2 separate regions of the Mus musculus genome follow, and region 1 is linked to region 2. The links are chromatin contacts, called in public promoter capture Hi-C maps. All regions are on one chromosome and are shown on one strand. The core of a region is the stretch at or near the end of the contact, and the rest is flanking DNA. Distances in the headings are between cores, read along the strand shown. Region 1 has its middle 360 kb from the start of Gm25387. Region 2 holds the start of Fancl (Fanconi anemia, complementation group L).

Region 1 (6,842 bases), core at 1,321-3,820, 580 kb after region 2:
TGGGAGGCATGATCCGAAGTTTTTGGGATGCCGTATCCTCCAGCATTCTTGCTGCAAGTGACCTCAGAGCTGGATTGAATTGCAAACCATCCCCTTATTAATAAATATCCATTTTACAAGTTATATGTATTTAAGGCTTGCAAATTAGCATTTGATTTACAAGGTACCGTGATTATTGCCACCATCTTATGAATTATCTACCCCACCTGACATGTCACGTGGTAACTTTCCAGGGCTGGCAGCCTCTGGAAGCTTGAACACAGGAAAGGAATGCATTTTCCCTCAGAACTGAACACTGCACACTTGAAACTACCAAAATGGTGAAAAAAAAGGTAGTCTCTGTCTTCTCAAGCCAGCTGGTGTACAGTATCCATTTGTGGCAGCCCTAGGCAACACGATTATTCTTTCCTGGCTCTTCAACTAATTAAGTCCAGCAGCCATCAAGGACCTCCTAGGTCCAGGCAAGGGACCAACTCTGGAGACCGTTCTCCTTGACCTCATTACTGTTTTGAAGCCACCAGCCAGTGTGCTCGAGGACAGTAGACCCAGGCTCTGTTCACAGTGCCTAACACACTGTTGTGGGAAAAGACAGTGGACGTCTGGGGGACCCTCCCCTCTCAGAAATGATACATTCAGATATCACTTACTATGTATGTTCTTTTAACTTTTGTGATGCGAAAATTTTGAGATGCAAGTTCATTATTTATGAATATTCATAGAAAACTTGAACATTTTCCAAACTTGGCCTTTCATTTCTTATCAGCTAACCAAATAATTGATGTGTGTTCTTTTTCTGTAAGAGAATGTTCTCAAGATGTGTGACAGAAGTATTAAATTCATGAATTTTGAGGTTAATTTTGTCTCTGATGATTCAAAGGAGAAGAGAGTTAGCAATAGAGCAAAAATAATTCTCGGCTCTTATCTTTTACTTCTAGACACCTATGAGAGAAGAATGAAGTAATGCTTAGCAACGATTGGTCCATTACAGAGAAGAATCAGGACGTCTGAGGAGCATTTAGAAGCTTCAGAGAAAATACCACTTGGAGTCTGCTTCTGTAGAGCAGCAAAGCAGAGATGCTAGGGATAAAACAGAAACGGAACTGTAGAAAGGACCAACTCCAGAGCGTATTTACCACAGGTGACTGGAGAAGGCACCCGAAGCAGAGAAGTTACTCAAGAGCCTCACTGGGCAGGTGTCATCCTGGAGACAAAAGGACAGGCAAAAGACCTCAAGGGTCCTTGCTAGCCTTGGCGAGCTGGACCTCACCAAGCACAAGCAAGCAAACACACACCTTTCCCTCCATCTTTGGGTGTTTGTTTCCTTATGCACCTGTCATTTTATAAAACAAGGCGAGAAAATACGAATGCTTTTCTGTCATAGTCTGTTATTACAGGAGCAACTTCTAACCAGAAAGAAAAGTACTTCTCAGGCCTTCAGTGAGCTGCCTTCTCATGAACTCAGTCAGAAACACAAAGTGTTATATGTTCCTGTTCTCACCATCATGGGCACTGTCTTTCTCTTTCCCTCCACCCTATTCGTATCCATTTTCCACCCTATTCGTATCCATTTTTGTAGACCTCTTACTGAAACTATGCAAACAAACAAAAACAAAAACAAACAAAAACAAACGTTGTGGGGGCGGGGGAGTGTGCAAAGTGCATAGAAGAGAAAAGGGGAAAAGGAAAAGAAAAAGAGAAGAAAAGGAGAAAAGAAAAGAAAAGAAAAGAAAAGAAAAGGGGCCACTCTCCTGAAAAAAATAAAAAAAGGTAAAGGTGAGATTTCTGTCTTCTGGAATTTTTGCCCCCAGTAGTCGTCTGCTTCATCCTGTAAGGTACACAGTGATGGCCAAGCTCTCCGTGTAAATATGTCACCAGAGAAAGGACTCTTGCACCCAAAGAAAGGAAGCCTAGCAGGCAATGCTCAAACCTTGCTTGTTAGAGGGACGGAGGCCTTTGGGGGCTGTCCCTTTGTCTCTTGCCTTCTAGCTGCTTGGGCATGAAGAAACTGGACAAAGGGCCTGCACTGTGGTAGGGTGTGAACTCTTCAGGCGGCTGCTTTGAGCTTTAATTACCCTCCTAGCTTTCTGTCCAGACCTAGTTGGGCCCTGGGGCAGATTGCAGGGTAACACTGCCATCTAGCGGCCATTCTTGCCTGGTGAGCAGGAGTCTGTGCCCTCAGGCTGGCTCCTTGGCTCACATATTCTCTCTCTCTCTCTCTCTCTCTCTCTCTCTCTCTCTCTCTCTCTCTCTCTCTCTCTCTCTCTCTCTCTCTCTCTCTCTCTCCCTCCCTCCCTCCCTCCCTCTCTCCCTCCCTCCCTCTCTCACTCCCCCTTCTCTCTCTTCTCTCTCTCTCTCTCTCTCTCTCTCTCTCTCTTCTGGCACCCCTCTCTCTTTTCTCTCTCTCTTTTAAAAAAGGATTTTATCCCATCAAGGAAAAAAAAGAGCTGGCTCTTGGAAAACAACCAACTCTGTTGGAACTCGGAGATAATAATCAGTTTCTCTGGGCTTGTGAAATTGGCTCATTAAGCGTGCTTTTTAACAGAAAATATTGGAAGCGATTAAGTCTGCTTTACTGAGTGGGCATGAAATGGCCAACCTTCGGCCACCCACAGCTCCTAGGTGCCTGGCGCCGTTTTATGCATGCGGCGTAATGTCTTTACTTGAAGTGGTGTTTATTCATCACCTGCTTATTTATCTCTTCGCGTTTGGCAGGCACATCGATCAATGTTAAACTGTCACACAAGGTTATTTTTCTTTTACATAACAGTATAGGCCTAAGGTAGTGGCATATTAAAAGTAATAACTTTCTAACTTGTAGCTCAAGATGACAGCCCCATTTTTACCAGAATATATTACAGCACGGAATTCCTCATTCCATTCCCCCACTCCCACCCTACACTTTGGTACGACTCCGCCTCGCCTCTCCAAGGTCAAAGGCTTCCTTCTGCCTAGCTGGCCTCCCACTTTGCATACCACTCAGTTCTCTCTTCACCTCCAGTTATCTGCAGCTTTTAGGCTGATAAGCCCACAGTGAACATTCTGTCCACCTGATGTACACATCTCCTGGTCCCTGTCATGATGACATCTGCCCCTTTGCATAAAGATGCGTCTCAGGGAGCAAAGGGAAGCGAGAGAGGAACGCTCCTTTGTGGTGAAGGTTGTACTGGGCTATTTCCATGTCTGAAGCCATCTCAGTAGAGGTGGGGGAGCCTGTGCAGCTTTATTTTGCTTTCCAGTCACTGGAGATGACAACAGCAGTGACAAACCCTTGGTGTTGGGGGAGACAAACATGTATAAGAAGCTAGCACGGCTTTGAAGCAACCAGCATTGGCCCAGAGCTTTTAAGTTGGGTTGTCTCCCCCTCTGTCCTTTGGCTCTAGGTTCTTTTGTGTTGCCTTCAAACTCCTCCCAGTTTGTGATGCCTCTTTTCTTGGCCACAGGCCAAGCAAGCTTTCTTTGTACACGCAGTTTTTCTTCTCCTTTCTCCCCCTCCCAACCGCCACCCTATTCTAGCCTGAAAATGCCTACAGATAGAATATCAGATCTTTTTAGTTTCGAATTTCAAAGTGGCCCTTAGAATTCCTTCCTGCCCTTGATCTCTCTCCTTTTGGGCTTCAGCTCCTACTTGGACGCTGTTGCTAATTCTGCCTCTTGGACAGTGGCTTTCTGCTACAATGCTTTGATAATCTTGGGTACACAAGAAATAAATGTTCGAATAGTGGACATGGGTGTTGCACAACTACTCCTGTGATTCAAAATACCACACCCACTCTGATAGTGTGCCTTTGTGTGGACCAGAATAGCTCCCCTAGGAAATATGAGAAGGGTTCCAAGCGTGATTAAGAGAATATGACTCAATAGTCTACCAAAGTACCTACAAAGGAGGTTTGCATACTTGGCATTGAATTTGGCCCATCTCTTGGGTGACTTCTGCATTCCTGTGAATAAAAGATGCTAGAATACTGCTCTACGGGATTTATTTTATTATGGGTAGTAGAACCCTAGGAAAAAGGCACGTTCACTAAAAAGTGTGTGTATGTAGGGGGTGGGAGCCCATTCTGTGTCCTTTTTCCTAAGATCAATATTTGCATTAAAGTGGTTTAAATGTATGTGGCTTGGAGGCTGTCCATTCTTTCAGGCTGACCTGCTGCATTGATCAGGGCTAGTGATAGAGGGAGAAAGAGCAAATCAGGAGAGGAAAAGAGTTGAAAGTCGTTGCTATGGGGCCTGTGGAGATATGCTCTATGCAATGTGTGTGTGCCATTTACCTGGCAGCCTCAGAGCCTCTGCTTCCGGAGGGAAGGGAGAGGACACCCTTACTGCCTCCCCAAGATGGCTGTTTTGTCTTTCAAAAACTAACTGAAGGACTTTAGATTACTTTTCAGACTGAAATTTCAACAGTCAATAGAGCTCAGACCACACCTTGGACTCAGTCATTCTTTGAATTTCCCAAATTAATACTTAAGAGGTGTAGCTGTATGTAGATGTATTTATTTATTAAATATTGTGTTATAACCTTGACATATTAACCTTGACAATAGCCTTGACTTATTAAATAATAATTCATACCAGACATTTCTACATGCTCTACTGTAGCCCTGATTCTTTAAAGTGCTGTTTCAGTGGTCAACTGGATCCCATAGTCATAGCTGTTATCCACAGATGAGTTCTGAAGACTTTTTGACGGGTCAAGACTATGGGTGGAACTAGGTCTCCAAATCCAGAGTTCAGGGCACAGCACCCAGTGCTTGACCTTCATGTTGAGAAGTGCTGAGTTTGGAACTGTTTTCCTCTATTGGGATACGTTATCTAAGGAAATAGGCTTAGCATTGGTCCATGAGTGAAGAGACCTGCTGACAGTATAATGATGCCAGTGACAGAGGCTTTGGATATGTGGGTGGTAAGATCAGAATACTCTGTTGGCTTTTTGCTGTGGCAAAGAAATGCCCCCATAGTCTTCTTATGAGAAGTACTGTTGAGGAAATTGTGTAAGAAATGGCATCCTCTTGGGTGGCCCATTTGGGGGTCAACCACAGTGGAGTACACGTATAGCTAGGCATACTCTAGGTACTCAAACAGTCATCCACATAATAGTCCAGAAATATGGTAGGTAATTATTGCTCAGGCCTATGCTGAATGAGCTGTTATACTTAGAAATGATTTTATAACCAAAGGTGAAAAAGATATCTGAAATAGTTGAATTGTCTGACAAAATGATCAGACACCCTGTGCTATAATGAGTCACACAGGCTGCAAGGGCAGGATTGAGAAAATGGTGAGTATTGGCAATGGAGATGTTTAGGGAAGTATTTGTAGAGATGGTCTTGTAGACAGAAAGAGAACATGCACAGAAAGACCAACATTCAGGGCAGAAGACTCTATGGAGCTTTGGAAACAAGTATCCCTCTAAAGTTAATGTTTGTGTATTATAGTGTTAGAGCATGCTGGGCTAGACCACAAAGACACTGAAGATCAACATGACGGACAGCTGAAACTTTGAACCAAGTGTCTTCTTTTATTATCTTGAGGAATCAAACAAATTTGTCTGCTGAAATTACAGCTTGGAACTGTGACCTACTCAGGGTCCCAAACATGCCCTTCACTCTAAGGCTTTCATTTTTCTCAAGAATGGGAAGAAAGTAAAAGCGACACTTGAAGCTTTTATTTATGATGCAAATTCACTGTAAGAGAATTACCCCAGGAAAGGAATACAAATATGAAAGCCGTTTCCCAAATCTGCAATACTTAATGTGTTGACAGATTTATTGGTTAACCGAAACTGATATAGGAAAATCTAGCCTATCTGGGAGATACCCACGTGAAATAGTTGTTCAAACTAGGAAATGGTTTTGTGGCGGGTATGTTTTAATAGAAGTACCTATGTACATTTTAATTTTTTTGATGGGAAAAATAAGCAACCTGCCTGCCAAACAACAAATGATATACCCAGCTCTGTCAAGAAACAAAACCTCTACTCATAGTTTTTCAGAAAATGCACCTTGACAACATTCCACCAAGACTTATACTGCTTATATCCTTATATGCACTTGGAGGTTAATTCACATGTCTCTACTACAACTCAGAGATGGGCAATAGTGATACATGCTCTACAACATATCTATTTCTACGGTGTAGCTACACCTGTACAGAGTCAGGTTTCAAGAAAGATGATGAGAACTCACAGCCTCAAGGTGAGTGCACATTGACAGAACACATTGACACAGGCTTTTACACCCTGTGCCCCCTGTTTGCACACATTTTCCTGTCTGTTAACAACCTTCTCTAATCAGTGTTGTTCACACAGTACCCCTTGGACAACCAGTATCCACATAATTGAAACATACTTGGTTTTGACAGCCTGCCTGCCTTACTTGGCGTTTGTCTTTGCCCTCCGAGGATCCCCGTGTCTACATTTTCCGAGTATGGAGTCTTCTGCTTCATTTCATGGTGTGCCTCTTGTTACCTAGGCAGGGTGCTATTAGACAGATATTTTCCTTCCACCACTTCTCTTCCTTCCATTTTAATGGTAATTTGCCGTTTGGAGATTTCTTTCCTTTAAAAATTAATTTCTGTATTTGAAGTAGTGTTCTTGGTAGGTCAGAGTACTTGAGATTTGATCATCAGATAAGTTATATGATATTTATATATCACTTGAAATAAAAATTCTCTTTAAGCATATGAAGATTGGTAAGTCTTAAGATAATCTTTCTTAGGGATCATTTAATTTCATTTGGCTTAAGATGCTATTTGTATTAAGTTAACAGGGTGCTAATTTAACATAGGTTTATAGTCATTTAAAGCCATTTTCATTCATTAAGAAAAAAATATCTGTCTAGATTAGA
Region 2 (7,142 bases), core at 3,946-6,445:
CAATCTCTCTAGTTTATCTCACTAAAGTCACTACAGGTGTCCTGTCTTCCTTAACTGATGGCAGTTGAAAACCAACACTCCTGGGACAAAGTCAATATTAATGTCATGTACTGGGGGTATCAGGTGATGACTGGAGGATATTAAGACTGGTGATTCTTTAAATTCTTTGAAAAGGCCCTGCCCAACTGTTGAATGGTGGGTGTTTGTAGACCATTTAGGGTTAAGCCAATGAGCTGCAGGCCTCCCTGACTGAGCATTTTCTGAGGGCATCTCAGAATTAGAGGAGCTCCTGGGAAACAAATTCTAACTGAATTTGCCACCTGATAGGTCCTTTTCCTGATAGGCAAAGACCTTCAGTAAGTAACCAATGAGGCATCAGAAAATATGCTAAGTAATTGAGCATAGCAAGAACTAAGATGATACACACACATACACAGAGAGAGAGAGAGAGAGAGAGAGAGAGAGAGAGAGAGAGAGAGAAAGAGAGAGAAAGAGAGAGAAGAATGAGAGAATCACAAATACATAATTCTAGCTCAAATTTTCATTCATCACAATGCTTTTTGTAAGTTTTCTAAGATATAACATTCAGTTTTCCAGAACTACAACATTTAAAGGAAAAAGCTTGAAGTTTGGAATCGATATTTGTGTAGCTTGTAAGAGATATCCCCAAAGTTAAAGCTTACTTTGGGGGATAGAAGTAGTTCCTTAAAGTTTGGAGCTGAGATGGAAGGAAAGACCATCCAGAGACTGCCCCACCTGGGGATCCATCCCATATACAACCACCAAACCCAGACACTATTGCATATGCCAGAAAGATTTTGCTAACAGGTCCCTGATATAGCTCTCTCTTGTGAGGCTATGCCAGTGCCTGGCAAATACAGAAGTGGATGCTCACAGTCATCTATTGGATGGAACACAGGGCCTCTAATAAAGGAGCTAGAGAAAGTACCCAAGGAGCTAAAGGGGTCTGCAACCCTATAGGAGGAACAACATTATGAACTAACCAGTACCCCCCAGAGCTGTGTCTTTAGTTGCATATGTTGCAGAGGATGGCCTGATTGGCCATCAATGGGAGGAGAGGCCCTTGGTCTTTCGAAGATCATATGCCCCAGTACAGGGGAATGCCAGGGCCAGGAAGCAGGAGTGGGTGGGTTGTGGAGCAGGGTGGGGGGAGGGTATAGGGGACTTAGAGGATAGCATTTGAAATGTAAATGAAGAAAATATCTAATTAAAAAAGTAATTCCTTTGTTTTCTGATGTTCAGATATGTTGAGTATTCTCAGCAGTTCTTATTGTGCTTCTTGTAAACAATAGCTTACAATAATGTACTGATGATGGTGTAAATTCCCAGTCTAGAACACCTCAGCACAGTGGTTGGACCATTGAATTAGTAAGTCTTTATGCAATATTCTTGTTTTGTTTTGTTTGATAGCAGATAGATTCTTTAGCTTACTGGATTTATTTTTGGAAAATGCTCATTTAGACATTTATTCACCATGAAAATAACAAGACTATTTCTCTTAAAAATGAGATAGTGTTCATTAATAGAATTTTGGGAAATTCTTATTAATTTAATAATGAGAGTTCAGAGGCAAGGACTCAATGACAGCAGTAAGTATGACATAGATTAAGGGAAATGACTAGTATCTTGAGGGAAACCCTCCAATGGATATCATGGGTATCAAATGTAGAACTTAAGCCTTGATTTTTAGCTTCTTCTACTTGGAAACAGCAAGAAATAAATCTCTTTTGGCTCAGAAGCTACCCAAATTATGGTACTTTTCTGAGAGCAGCCTGAGTAGAATAAGACAGTTCACAATTAGTTAAGGCTGAACCAGGGAATATATTAAGTGGTCGGGCATAGCAATAATTTCAGGAGACAAGAAAAATTCCCACAAAGAGCAACTAAGAACAATGTTCAAGGAAAGTTAAAGTTTCCACATGAAAAGCATGGTGGTGCGAAATACTGAAGTACTGAAAATGCAAGTCTTAACAAAAAAGGTATAAATACTGGATGAGATTACACATCTTCTTAATCTTGTATGGTCCACTCTTGAACAGCTTTAAATGTATCCCCATCACATAGTGCATAATGGAAACATTCTTAATAACTGAGTTGCATGACCGAGCAGATGGTACTTCAGCATATATTACATTCATTTGTAGAGTTGTTAAACACACCACAGGGACCCTACTACCAGAATTTGGGAATCTTTAGGTTGGAGTTAGGGGTGTGTGAGGAATATAGAAATATCTTTACTTTTAGCCTTTGGTCTGGAATTCATATAACACACAAATTAGAGGCAGAACACTGGCAGACACTGCAGTTACCTATGTGAGAAACTGGAAGATCATTGCAGCTTTAGCAAGTAGTTGCTATCATGATGGCCCTGTGGGAGGAGGGGAGCTGGTGGCCAACCAAGGCTGGCAGTTCAAGTGGCTGCTAAGCTGAGTTGGAGGTAGCAGCAGTGATGAGGCAGTGGACAAAGAGACTCATTCTATCCACAGAGTTACTTTGGCAGACAAGTGCCTGATACCAGTTTTTAAGAGGTAGACTGAATCATGGTAGAAAAGTGCTGCTAAGAACTCATCTTGAGTTTCCCTTGATTGATTTGCACGAACCCCTTCATCATTTACATGGAAGGCAATATCATTTCCAGTACTGTACTGGGATGCTGTATATGAATGTCTGCTGAGCCATTTGAGCATTTATAGACATTTCAGCTACTTTCAGAAGTTGCTCCACAGTTTTCGTCTATCTCACTGGGTATCTTGCCAGTTCTGATTAGCTATTTACAAGTGCTAGGTCTATGGGACTCTTTTACCCACATATGTCTTGGATTTGATGACCTTTATTGAGCTCCCTGAGAGAAGAAATTTCAATGGTGAAGAATTACTTTTGTGAATGTAAGAAAGAATCATCTGTAAGCTGGAGCTTACAGGTCTCCTAATATCCTGTTTAAGTTCAATGTCTCTTAGGTATATTCACTATAAAAATAATCACTTATGTTGACGAGCACTCAAGTGTCCCATTATTCCATGGTAAGGAGACAGATGCTAAGTCAATGTACATTGTGCTAAAAATAAATAAAACTATAGCACATCTCTTGAGAGAATATAAAGAAAACTTTGATGTTCCCAGTACACAGCAAAACAAACAAACAAACAAACAAACAAACAAACAAACAAACCAAACACAAGACTCTATCTAACCCAAAGAACAGTAGCTGCTAGATCAAGTACCACAGTAGCATCTTTTTTTCAATAAGTTAAACAGTAAAAAAGCCTTTAAAACGTTGTACAAGTTTCCCATGGGTAAAGTTGTTTTCTTTTGCATTTCATTTCTATTTAGCATGAGCTGAGAAAAAAATTCTATTTCAGACACTTTAGGAGGACATGAGGAATTAATGCTGGGTTAAAATGATACATGATGAAAATCCAGAAAAATAAAAGAGTACATAAATTTTCAGACAAATTAACAAAAGCATAAAATTTGTTTAGTACAATTTCTATGGCATATAAAACTAACAAACTGAGATTCAATGCAACATAGAAACCTTTTTTTTTTTTTTTTTTTTTTTTTAATAAGACAGTATGACTATACTAAGGAGGTATGATCTAATAGTTACAAACTGGGGCAATTTTAGCAATTCATATGTAGCTTCTTTTCCCTGTCCTTGCCTCTTCAGAGTCAGGGAGAGTTGTTTATTCCAGGCATAAAGAAGGCAATCTGAAGTGAGTATTTCAGGAGCTGCTGTGGGGGGCCAGAGGTGATTGGATTGATCTAGGTTTTGTTGTTTATTCAAATGCCAAGGTTGTATGCCCCGAATCCCTCAGTGGTAAACTTTTGTTTCCTTAATTGTATGGTAAAAAAAAGTGTCCTAGCTCACTTACCAATCCCTTTGCTTGAAAACCCACCAATCCCTGAGATAGCCTAAAACTCAAACTTGGAGTCCCACCAATCCCCACCCTGAAAAACTCCCAAAGAATCCCTGTGTAAAGCCTGTTTCTAGCTTAGTTCTTTGCTGCTTTTTCCCCAAGCAGATGCAGCCATCCTCCTGTATTTTTTCTAATAATCTTCTTGTGTGAGGTCTGTTGTATTGTGGGATTGTGTAATATTCTTTGGCTCCAGACTGCCAGGATACCTTTCTCCTCAGAGTTGCAACACTTGCATTGGGGAAACCTTTCTCCTCAGAGCTGTAACACTTGTATAAAGTTGTGTACCTTTTTTTTTTTTTTTTTTTTTTAGTGCTGACAACACTGCAATCTGAGTCACATTTTGAGAAAGTCTTATCATACTGGTTCTCCAAAAACACTTAAATTGTGATTCATAACAGTAGCAAAATTACGGTTACAAAGAAGCAACAACATAATTTTATGGTTGGGGGGGGTCACTAAGAAGGTTGCGAACCACAGTCTTAGTGTAACAAGTACAACATTCTTGTGTTCTTCAAGCATTCAGAATATTGTGACAAATTCTGCCAATCTATTAATCTTTTAAAATCCAATCTTCAATGAGGGCAATAAGAATAGGAAGAATATCTTATTCATCTTTGCACAATCTTACTTACTAACATATTACAGTGATCTTAAAAATAGTAGAATCAAAAGTGACTTATTCTAATGCCAAATTATCATATGGTAACTATTAACAAGTTTCTTACACAATCAACACCCCCTCCCCCCACGTTTTCTTAAATCTATATTTAGAAATGAGTGAATGAGTAACCATTTCTAAGTTACCAGAATGTATAGGAAATTTTGTCAGTCTACCACCTCAAGAATAAATTGAATCTCTCACAATTTCTATGGGCTTCCTTTAAATATATCTAATTAAAAACAGTACAACACTGAATCAGCATACAATATACATGATGTATTGAATGTACAATTTATTTACATATGCATTTGGTTGAAGGGTATACTGGGAGTATACAGGAGATCTAGTCCAGAGCAAACGCAAGAACAGGAGAGGTGATGGGGCAGGTTCAGGGTAAAAACAGTATGCTATGGGCACACTGTAAATGCCCTGTCAAAGTAGGAAAGTCAGCTTTGGAGTTGCATCAGTCTTCAATGAAATCAACAAGAGGATTTTGCTAGTTTTATTTTTTGACAGTCAAGGTCAGAATAATCCTGAACCGTCAGGCCTGTGGACTTGTGAGTGATCTTCCTTTCTCCTGCTTTCTCCTGCTACTAAGCAGACCAGTTGGCCCAGTTCATTGTCCAGGTCAGGGCAGCGTACCCACCAGTTAGTTTTTCCCGCCGAAGCGGGTTTCCGCCCCGTCCCTTTGCAGACTGCGCATGTGCGGCGGCCATTCCTGTGCGCCATGGACGAAGCAGAAGCAAGCCTGTTGCGCCATTTCCCGCTGCTACTTCCTCAGAACCGGGAGAAAACTGTGTATGAGGGATTCATTTCGGCTCAGGTACCCTGAGGGGTCGTTCTGTCGCGCGAGAGCCTGTCACTCGTGGCAAAGCCTGACCGCGGCGTCTCCGGCTGCCTGGCTGGGAGAGTGTAGCAGAGCCTGGAGAAGTAGCGCCGATACTCTGCGCATGCGCGGTCGCTAGGTGGCGACGCCGCGCGACACAGGGTGGGCGGGGCGGCTCGCCGGTGCCTGGCTGGTGGTGGAAGAGGGAGGTGCAGTTCTGTAGGTCTTAACCAGAGTTCATCACGGCGGTGTGTTACTACACTTACGATTTTGATTTATAGAGCACTCAGGGTCCACTATTAAGCCGAACCTACACAAACAGAAAAATCCAAACCCCATTATTTTATAGTTGAAATCAGATCCTGGGAAATCTAGAGAGACTACCTTGACTATGATGGTGTCAGTTACCTCTGAAACTCTTACTGTTTAGAAAATCTCACCCCAGCGGGCCCCCCCCCCCCCCCCCCCATGGTACAACAAATTACCTTAATTTAAGATTTTGACTATGGACTTTTCCTCTGAATATTAAACTCAGCTACGTGTAACTTGCCCTTTAATGACAGGAGTCATTAATTTCCACGTGTGTTGAAGCAACAACCTCTAGAATGCTGAGCAGATACCAGATTTTCTAAATAGTAACACTTGTCCCTAAACATTCCTGGGAGTTAAGAAAATTCTCTGTGATAAATATACACACAGGAAGCATGGACTTCCTTAGGGATTTTCAAACCATGTGAACCTTTAAAGAATGGCTAAAATTTATTATAGATGGAAATGAGTTAGCCACCTTTTGCTTAACTGTTGAAATATCCAGTTAAAATGTTTTTCACATTTACAGAAACATTCAGAAACGTGAGAGAGAGAGAGAGAGAGAGAGAGAGAGAGAGAGAGAGAGAGAATGAATTTGTGCGCATGCATGTGCACATCTGTTCTGGGAATTGAACCTGCAGCCATTCACATGCCAGGCAAGTGTTGCACAGGACAGGCAGAAACAAGTGTTTCACATCACTTGTCTGTATCTCCAATAGCACTTTAGAAAACAATTATAGCCATAAGATTAGACCGGAAATACGTTAGCCTTCGATGTAGGTAATTTCTAATTTTTTATTCCTTAAGCATGCCTTTGAGTCTTAAGCACTGTCTAAAAGCTATCCAGCACAACTGATTTTATCCTGAGTGTGATTGTGGTTGGTCCTGTGCACACACTTACCTTACCCTTTGAGATTAAATCATAGATACGTTTCTTGCTGTTTTATCTCTAAATAATTTAGCACTCATTTCATAAAACAAGGGTCCACTCAAACCTAACCTCAGTACAGTTACTACAACTGCTATGCGGTGTAAAATTTCATGGAGTATTTAATTATCTTATCTCTTCTTTTGGAGCAGTTCTTAGTCTGTGTTTTTATTAACTTGAATTTTATTTTTAAGAGTTAAGCTTATTAGGTTTGATATTTTCTCACCATTGAATTCTGGGAATGTGTTTGGGCAGGGGCATCCCAGAAACTGTCCTGTGTTCCCTTCAAGGCACATGAAGTCAACTACTCCCAGTGTTGATATTAATAATGCCAGTTACTAGGTTAGTGTGGCTTCTGCCAGATCTTCTTTTGAAATTAACGAGTACTTTTCGGTGAGGTTCTTTGGGCCATTACACATTCACTTATATACTGCATATTCATTCATTCATTCATTCATTCATTCATTTTAGTTCCATTTT

What was found. Promoter capture Hi-C pulls out the DNA fragments that hold promoters and counts their contacts.
Region 1: a contact with region 2 is called in a promoter capture Hi-C map of hippocampal neurons, with 2.1 times the contacts expected there. The contact joins the enhancer-like site here to the promoter of Fancl in region 2. A contact is called at or near these places in 7 of 39 promoter capture datasets (the C10 cell line, cranial neural crest, embryonic stem cells and 3 more), 3 of 115 datasets of contacts at active chromatin or transcription factors (astrocytes, embryonic limb bud and embryonic stem cells) and 2 of 9 other capture datasets (adipose tissue and liver).

Annotation. Positions count from the first base shown.
Region 1 is chr11:26,959,666-26,966,507 of GRCm38.p6, forward strand. No RefSeq gene overlaps it. Among named protein-coding and RNA genes, the nearest start is that of Gm25387, 360 kb to the right of the region's middle. Within about 2 kb of position 2,571, at least 31 of the 459 cell types and tissues checked have an H3K27ac peak or open chromatin away from gene starts, as enhancers often do. A contact at or near this core is called in hippocampal neurons, where this site is marked.
Region 2 is chr11:26,381,889-26,389,030 of GRCm38.p6, forward strand. Fancl (Fanconi anemia, complementation group L) reads left to right here and starts at 5,196. Exons shown (of 14, transcript NM_025923.3): 1 at 5,196-5,422. The coding sequence starts at 5,327. It also overlaps the pseudogene Gm18324.